Linked DNA regions of Mus musculus: all the other regions are linked to region 2. The links are chromatin contacts, called in public HiChIP or PLAC-seq and Micro-C maps. All regions are on one chromosome and are shown on one strand. Each heading gives the region's core, a stretch centred on a gene start, on an enhancer-like site or on the middle of the called end of the contact. The rest is flanking DNA. Distances are from core to core; before and after follow the strand shown. Region 1 overlaps Mapt (microtubule-associated protein tau). Region 2 holds the start of Nsf (N-ethylmaleimide sensitive fusion protein). Region 3 has its middle 13 kb from the start of Mapt.

What was found. A called contact is a pair of places that touch in the nucleus more often than the background predicts. HiChIP or PLAC-seq counts read pairs in DNA pulled down with a chosen protein or histone mark.
Region 1: a contact with region 2 is called in a Micro-C map of embryonic stem cells, with 3 times the contacts expected there. The contact joins the enhancer-like site here to the promoter of Nsf in region 2. A contact is called at or near these places in 1 of 39 promoter capture datasets (liver), 1 of 484 Hi-C or Micro-C datasets (embryonic stem cells) and 2 of 115 datasets of contacts at active chromatin or transcription factors (both in embryonic stem cells).
Region 3: a contact with region 2 is called in an H3K4me3 HiChIP or PLAC-seq map of forebrain, with 4 times the contacts expected there. The contact joins the enhancer-like site here to the promoter of Nsf in region 2. A contact is called at or near these places in 7 of 39 promoter capture datasets (the C10 cell line, cranial neural crest, embryonic stem cells and 3 more), 2 of 484 Hi-C or Micro-C datasets (both in embryonic stem cells), 15 of 115 datasets of contacts at active chromatin or transcription factors (acute myeloid leukemia, craniofacial prominence, embryonic basal ganglia and 8 more) and 3 of 9 other capture datasets (embryonic stem cells, liver and pancreatic islet).

The regions. Positions count from the first base shown.
Region 1 is chr11:104,308,996-104,311,695 of GRCm38.p6, reverse strand. It overlaps Mapt (microtubule-associated protein tau), which reads right to left. Exons shown (of 12, transcript NM_001038609.2): 8 at 1,162-1,427. Among named protein-coding and RNA genes, the nearest start is that of Mapt, 79 kb to the right of the region's middle. Within about 2 kb of position 1,440, at least 38 of the 459 cell types and tissues checked have an H3K27ac peak or open chromatin away from gene starts, as enhancers often do. A contact at or near this core is called in embryonic stem cells, where this site is marked.
Region 2 is chr11:103,952,607-103,955,306 of GRCm38.p6, reverse strand. It overlaps Nsf (N-ethylmaleimide sensitive fusion protein), which reads left to right and starts at 1,251. Exons shown (of 21, transcript NM_008740.4): 1 at 1,251-1,337. The coding sequence starts at 1,326.
Region 3 is chr11:104,216,665-104,219,364 of GRCm38.p6, reverse strand. No RefSeq gene overlaps it. Among named protein-coding and RNA genes, the nearest start is that of Mapt, 13 kb to the left of the region's middle. Within about 2 kb of position 1,389, at least 7 of the 459 cell types and tissues checked have an H3K27ac peak or open chromatin away from gene starts, as enhancers often do. A contact at or near this core is called in forebrain, where this site is marked.

The sequences.
Region 1 (2,700 bases), core at 191-2,690, 360 kb before region 2:
ACCAGAATGAATGGGAACGGGTGATGCTCTAAGAAGGAAGGGACAGAAGGGACAGGAGCCTGACAGTGGCTGAGAGTCTAGGGTGGCATCTGAGATGGTGGAAAGAGAGGAGGTGGCTGTGTCTGCCTCAGGGTCTCTGACTTGCAGGTACTGTGTGCTGATGGCTACCAAGTCCCTGTGAGCTATACACTTTAACCTAGACGCTGCACAAACCCCACTGTGCAGAGCCAATAGGAAGGCCTAGGGCTCCCCCAACAAAGCACAGTGTTCAGGGAAGGTGCCCACCAGAGCTCTAGTCAATTTCCCTCTAGTGACAAGCCCCAACCTAATTCGACAGTAGGAAGAGTGTCCACTGCTCAGATGGAGGGTAAACATTGGCCCACACTCTGAGGAGCTCCGTTTGCCTGCAGAGGTGTGTTGTCCGAGAAGCACCCAGCCCAAAGACAAAGATGGTAGACTGAGGAATGGTTCACAGCCCCACGCCCCACATATGCCTCCCCTCAGTCCAGCACTGGGTGGGGAAGTGGCATTCTGTGTGTATTCTCATTTACATGTTGATACTTCAACTTCACAACAGGACTGTCTAGAGATAAGGCCTTTATGGTTGTGTTGAAATGAAGTCAGTAGGGTGACCCCAATCCCACGGGCTTGTGCCTTCTAAGATGAGACTGGGACATCCAGGGGTGCACAGAGGAGGACTCGGGAGAAACTCAGGGGTGGGGAGTTAAGCCTGCTGACACCCACATAATCTCTTCTCTGTTGCAGATTCCAGAACCCTGAGTATATGTAGCCTGAGCAACTCTCAGGAGAAAGCGAGGAAGGAGGAGCCTCGACGAGCCTGGGGACAAGAGGTCTACAAATTTCATGACTGCCGTAGAACCAGCTGCTCATATTAAAACCATGAATTTCCCCAGAACCAAGGGTGAAAGCCAAGCCCAACAAGGGCGGTACTTAGCAAAATCCATAGGTCACCATAGGTGGGTCCCTGTAGACAAGTGGCTGTCACCTGCCCAATTAGCAAGGCTAAAGAGGGGAAGGGAGGAGCCAGTGCCTTGGTGGCCCGTGTGCTTCCGGGGTTGGAGGGGTGTGGGGGCAGGGTGGGGGGGAGCAAGTCTGGCTAGGTGGGAGTCTGGCTTCCCAGAAGACCAGCCACACCCTTACCTTGCCACCTCCTGGCTGGTGCTTCAGGTTCTCAGTAGAGCCAATCTTCGACCTGACATTCTTTAGGTCTGGCATGGGCACAGGGGCAGTCTGCAGGCGGCTCTTACTAGCTGATGGTGACTTAGGGGGAGTGCGGACCACTGCCACCTTCTTGGGCTCCCGGGTGGGCGGTGTTGGTAGGGATGGGGTGCGCGAGCGACTGCCAGGCGTTCCGGGAGAGCCGGGGCTGCTGTAGCCGCTTCGTTCTCCGGATTTTGGTGGTTCACCTGGAAAGTCGGGAGAGAGGAAGGGACTGAGGCCACGTGGGGGGCGCGCGGGGTGGGGGCGACGTCTGCAAAGTCCCTGAGGCCACTGGACTGGGAGCCCACTGCCAGGATCCAGAGGGGGCTCTGGGAGAAGACCATGAAGACTATTTGCAGAGAAGCATCACTCCTGCTCTGTCACTTTGATACAATGACAGCTATTTCTTAGGAAGCAACTGAATTCTCATCAGTGCCCCAATATATGACATACCTCTTCCCAGGGGTGATCCACACTCCCTAAGCCCTGAAGTGTCCTTTCCCTCAACTGAGGGGTGGTACAGTGACTGGGGCCCCCACTGTAGCCTTCAAGCTGGGGTCCTCCTGACCCTTCTCACACACATCCAGAGCTCCTCCAACTCTGGGGCCACAGAACAGCATGAATCTCCTTGACCAGAGCTTTCTGCACAAGCCACACCCCGCATTGCTGAACCCCAGAATGCCCTCCCCCTTGTACCTTTCTAAACACCCAGGAAAGCTGTGGGGACTTCTCCCACCCTGCATCCTTCACCTCCGTTTGCTTCCAGGATGGTACCCTCTGCATGTCCCACACACCTAGAGTTCACTGAGCCACCACACCCCAAGGGTTGTTTTGTTTTGTGTTTGAAGACCTCTGATGTTCTTAGCTAGAGGTGGGACTTATGGTATGCAAATTTCGGGGGCCCCCCATCCAGATCTGATAGAACCAGATATGACAGAGGCACTGGGCTTGCAAAACTGGTCTTTCTCAAGCTTCCCAGCCCACAGCAAGAAGCTCCCATAGCAAATAAGCTCACTGCAGCTGATCCCCCTCAAAGCGTCAGCGTTCAGCTCCAGTCTCCCACTTCTCAGGACCCCCTAAAGCCATCGGGCTCGGGGAGATGTGGACCTGCTGCTTAGCTCAGCCTCCATGTCCCCGGGGATACAGGGTAGCTAGCTGTGTCTTGTGTCTCTTCCCCAACACTTGCAATGTAGCCTCAGTTGAGCCAGTGACCCTCTCTATCTATGCCTGTGTCCTCGTCAGAAAGATGCAGGGATCAGAGCCCTCAGGATTTTGCTACGGGAAGGGTATCTGGGGGTTAGAGAGATCACTCAGCAGTTGAGAGCACTGACTGACCATCCAGAGGATGCAGGATCCATTCCCAGCACCCACATGGTGGCTCAGAACTGTCTGCAAGTCCTTTCTGGCTTCTGTGGGGACCAGGCAAACATCCATACGTATAAAATAAAAATAAATCTTTAGGACAGGTGAGGCAGGGAG
Region 2 (2,700 bases), core at 2-2,501:
ATAATTTTTGCTTAGTTCTGAGTCCTTTCTTAGAGACACTCATTACAGTGAAGATATTGATAGTGTGAATGGTTCTGACTTACTGACTTACCAGTTACTAAAAACTGGTCCCTATCTTGACCACCCTAGCATAGGAAATACCCCTGTAGCTCCCTTTTATCCCTGTCGGTGTGTACACCCTTTTGTTTGCTGTTCCCTGGGCCTGCTGAGTGCTTCTCAGGACTGATTAGGCTGCACCCCCTACCCCTAGTATCTCCCTTTTAGAGTATTTCAAGGTCTTCAGGTTTGCTCCCAGGAAGAGGTACCCATTCCATCCCAGAGACTTTCCTCTAAGAGGGTTCCTCCAACTTTACTTTTCCTTTTAGGGAGTAATCTTATTGAATATCTCATGTATTCTCATAGATATCATGTCTTATTTTTACATGTTGCATACATTTTAAATGACATTATATATTTGTAAGGGGACCCAAGAGTACTTTAGAGAAAAGTGCTGAAGAGGACATAAGGGAACGGATATGAGGAGGCTATGTCAAACATTCCTCCTTAACCCTGAAGTCCTGCTACATGCTAAAAGTCTCACTTTCAGCCTTGGCAGGACAGGGTACACCTGTCTTGTTTCCTGTGTGAGACTTTTACTGCTGTGCTGCTTATAGAACTATCTTCTGGTATTTTGTCTTATCCAAATCATTTTAGTTTTTCTGTGGCATTGTTTTTTTTTTTTTCCTGAGGACTCAAAATAGAGTTTTGAACATGCAGAGGTGGATGGCGGAATACCAATGCACGTTAAAACAAACGAACAAACAAACACCTTAAAAAAGATAGAAGTTGTGCTTATAAATGAAAATATCGAACTATAAAGCTAGCGCATATATAATTATGATTCACTCTCAAAACAAGTGTGCCTGCAAAGAAAAGCTCGGATTCGAATAGAATCCGAATTCAGAACCAGCTTTTAGCTATTGCGCGCCCCCTCCACAGTCCCCTTTGGGGGAAAGGCCAGCAACCACGCGGGGTTTTCTCGGCGCATTCTGTTTTAAGAGGTCTGGAAGCAGAAAGCTAAAAGTCCATTAAAAGGCCACGTGGCCAGCTTTGTGAAAACCGGGTAGCAGTGAGGCGGCCAGCTTGTCTTCAGCCAAAATGGCGGTGCTCGGACTGCGCGCTCGCACGGGATGGGGAAGGGCGTCGGGGACGCGGCCGGGCGCGGGCGCGGCCTCCCGGCGGCTGCGCGCCTGCGCGAGGGCCGGCTGCCGGCGAGCACGCGCGCGGCGGAGGCGGGCTCAGCAGAGTGCGGAGCTGCAACCTGGGAGCCGGACGTGTCCGCGAAGATGGCGGGCCGGGTGAGTGGCGGCCGGGCAGCCCGGGCTCGCAGCGGATCGCCCGAGGTCGCGACTGCTGCGAGGTCCACGAGGGCTCCGGGGAAGGGGCGCGAGGCTGAGCACCCAGGAACGCTGAAGGAAGGGAGGTCAGAGCAACGCTGGAGGCGAGACAGTGTAGCTGCGGCAGGGGATTAGCTCTGCTCAGAAACTCTGTCCTCCCCGAGGGTTGTCTCTTCGTCCCCCGGGTCTCCAGTGCTTCCCTTGTCATCCCCTGGGGCTCGTTTCTCTCGTCCTTCAAGCATCTTGAGGGTAGTGGCCACTGGAGCCCCCCTCTGACGAGCGCTGTGTGCCCTCCACACTCCTCCGAGGGTTTCTGAGGTGGCACTGCCGGATAACCGCGGGGTGTAGTCTGCTGCAGTCAGGGCGAGGGTGTGGGAACCCATTTCTAGTTCTTCCTAAATGAATGTTATGAAAAGAGGAGGGGAGGTCTGCAAATTACTTTTACGGCTAACCTTAGACCATCTCCTGGGGAGAAACATATCAGCTGTGAAGCAGCAATGTCTTTCGTGCAGATGGACTTGGGGTGTCACGTTTTGTTTTTCTAAATGACAGTCGATTCGAATGCAGCAGGCTGTGTTGTAGTCTCAGGGATTTACATTTTACTTCCCCATTAAGCTCGTAGGACGGCGGGGTAGGATTGGGGTTGGCGAGGAGAGATGGGGCCAGGTCACTGCTGTTATTGCAGTAGGCATCAGAGCTAATATCGCTGATGGATGGATCCTGCCCAGAGATTGCCCTGTTCGAAACCTGGGGACATTAACTGCGTCATTACAGACTAACGTTGTGCTTGACTGATTCACTTACACCTGAATATTTGAATAAGTTTGCATACATGTATGCATATATGTAAATGTCCTGTCTAAAGAGAATTGTAGGTCATGAGATTCTAAAGTCCCAAAGAGACGGTAGAGGTCATCAGACTAGCTCCATCTTTTTCTCTTCCTTTTTTCATAATCCCCCTTTTATCTCAAGCTGACCCTTTTAACTATTTCAGGGTCTGTTTTTGCCTCCTCAGGAGCCCCTCTCCTGAATCATCAGCCCTTCTGGAATGCACTGGTCTCTTAAACCCTCCCTCTGCCCCCACAGACTTTTCCTCTAACCATTTTTTTTCCCCCAGTGGCAAAGTCTGGTGATTTTCTGTGTGTGTTGACTCTCATTTGCCTACCACCTGCTACCTCCTGGGCCCACCACAGTCGGACTGAAATGCATCCCTAAAATTCATGCCCATTTCCCAATCCTTGTTACACGTGATGTCTCAGAGCGTCTGACAGTGTTGCCCGTCTCCTCCTTAATGGAAGACATTCTTCCATGGCTTCAGTAATGC
Region 3 (2,700 bases), core at 140-2,639, 260 kb before region 2:
TTTGATGCAGCGGGATCCTCTGCCTCAGGCTCTTGCCTTCCATGTCCATGATACATTGTAAACGCTCCAGCAGTATCCAGGATACACTGTAAAAGCTCCAGCTGTATTCACTCAAGTCTTCCCTCACATTTGCCTCCTCTAAGGTGTTTTGTCACAAGGTGAGCTACGAGTACACCTGGCTCCTCTTTATTAATGTGTGTGCTGTTGAGGGTGTGCCAGGAGCTAGCTGTGGTCATCCTGTACTGCACCCTTAACCTTCAGTGTTCTGAGAAAAGCCAACAGAGCCCAGGCTGACCTCAAACTCTTCAGTCTCCTGCCTCTCAAGTGCTGGGGTTGCAGGAATATGCCGTCAAGCCCAATGCCTGGACACTTCTTGGTCCACCCTTGCCCAGCTGATACTGTTGAAGGACAGGTACATCAACTGAGCCTGAGAAGGTAGATACGTTAATAAATTACAATAGAGAAGATGCCTCATTTTATAGTTTCAGAAGCTACAGTGGGTCACATGGACCTCCTCCTGACAGGTCTAGAGGACACCCTGCTTCTGTGGCTTTCCAGCTTTGGGACAGCCTGAGTTCAAGGCACATGGCCTCTAGCCAGAATGGCACCAGTCCGCTTTCTGCTTCTGTCATGATGTCTCCTCACTAGACACTCTAGTCTCCCCCTTTCACTTGTCTAGACCCTATGACTACATCAGTCCATCCACACAACACAGAAAAACATCCCATCCTCCACTTTAAGCTTGATATCATTTTGTTGTTGTTTTCGCTAAGACAGATCTCACAATAGCCAAGGCTGGTTTCCAATTCATAATTCTCCTGCCCCTGATCCCCCAAGGGCTGGGATTACAGTTGTGCACAATCATGGTTGGACACCACATGACACCCTTGCTAGCATACTTTTTTTTAACCAAATTTACATTTAACCATGGATAGTGGTTATATTTCGACAAGCTTGGCTGAAATGTAAAATTTTAATAATGAATGTAGCATAACAATACATGTGACTACCATTATAATAAACAATGACAATTATATGACTTTATTACAGAGGGCCTTGTGACCAGCTAAATGCCAGGAAGCCCTGGAGAAGAGCCCAGAAGCTTCAAAGAAGCCATCTCGCTTGCTAATTCTAACTGTGAATAAGCAGTCTTTCTCTTCGAATGCTTCCTGGAAACACATCTCAAAAGGCACCTTTTCTGAGACTGATGACAGCTTTCAAAACTTGCATTCCTTTATTTCTGAGACTGATGACAGCTTTCAAAACTTGCATTCCTTTATTTCTGGTGTTTGCATCCAGAGGCCCACGTTCGGGGAGTGTTTAGACAGTCTAGCATGCATTCCGTGTATTTGATCTGCCTAATTGGTAGTGGGAGCTGTGACAAGAGGCCTGACAGCCCTCCCTCAAAGCTAGCTGGAGAGATCCCAGTGGGTGGGGATGCTTTGGGGCATACACACAGCCTTGGCTCAAGAGGCAAAAAGGTCAGGTTCTCTGGGGCCAAGCTCTTCCTTCCGAGTAAATCGAAAAGTGATGCCATGCCTTTATTCCCAACTGTCGGGGGGGGGGGCGGGGGGCAGAGACATGTTGATCCCTGAGTTGGAGGCCAGCCTGGTCTACAAGAGAAAAAACATCTTGAGAAACCAAAAAACACAAGGGAAACTGTTTAAAAGGGAAAGGGGGAAAAAAAAGTCACCTACTCATGTGCTTATTAGTAAATATCTCAATGCACTAAGCAAGGTGGGTTTGGATCCTTGTTGTTGTTGTTGTTTTGTTTGTTTGTTTGTTTGTTTACTTCTCACTGGTCATGGGATGACTGAAGGTCTCTGGCCACTGTGACATTTCTGGAATCATTCCCCTTTTCCTTAAGTGTCCCACTGATGCCGGTCTCCACATGTCAGAGACTGCAGATGAGGACGCTGCTTACAGCACTGTAGTTTCCATCCAGGAGTTGAGGGTGATCCTGGGTGAATGGGTCACCCTACCGACCTACGTGGCTTTACCTCGATGAGTATCTCTGCCCCTGGGAAAGTCCCGAAATTCAGAACTTACTTAAGACGAGCAGAAATCATCTTTAGCACTTGCACTTGCCAAGTTCCCTCTCCTTGGAAGAAGTCATTAGAATTCTAAAATGTATCAACACCTAAGAGTCTGCAAGTCTCCGGGGTCTGAAGGCTGTCATTTGCATTATTTTACAAGCTATTCTCTATCGAGGTAAAACGATTTTTTTTTCTGCTTTTCTAGACAGGCTCTCAGGTATCCCAGGCTAGCCTGGAATTTACCAAGTGGGCAAGGATGCCCTTGAACTCCTGACTTTCCTGCCTCCTCCTTACAAATTCTAGCTCTATAGGTCTGCACCACGGTGGCACCTCCTTTCTCAAGAACAACCGCTACTGTAGTTATATAGCATTTGGGGGATTTCCTCTTAGAGAAGCAGATACACATCTATCATCCTCCAGTAAACATGGTCCTGTCTCTACAGTTCAGTGAATACAGCAGGGATTCGGCCCTCTAGCTGCTCAGCGCAATGACTCTGAACCTTTATTCGTCTAAAAATCTAAAATTAGCTGAGTTGGGAGGGTTTCAACTGGATACGGTTAGACACGGGCAGGGTGACCTCAGCTGAACATAGTGGCACATGCCTGTAACCCCAGGCACTTGGGAAGTAGAAGTAGGAGAATGGCAAATTCAAGGCTAGTCTGG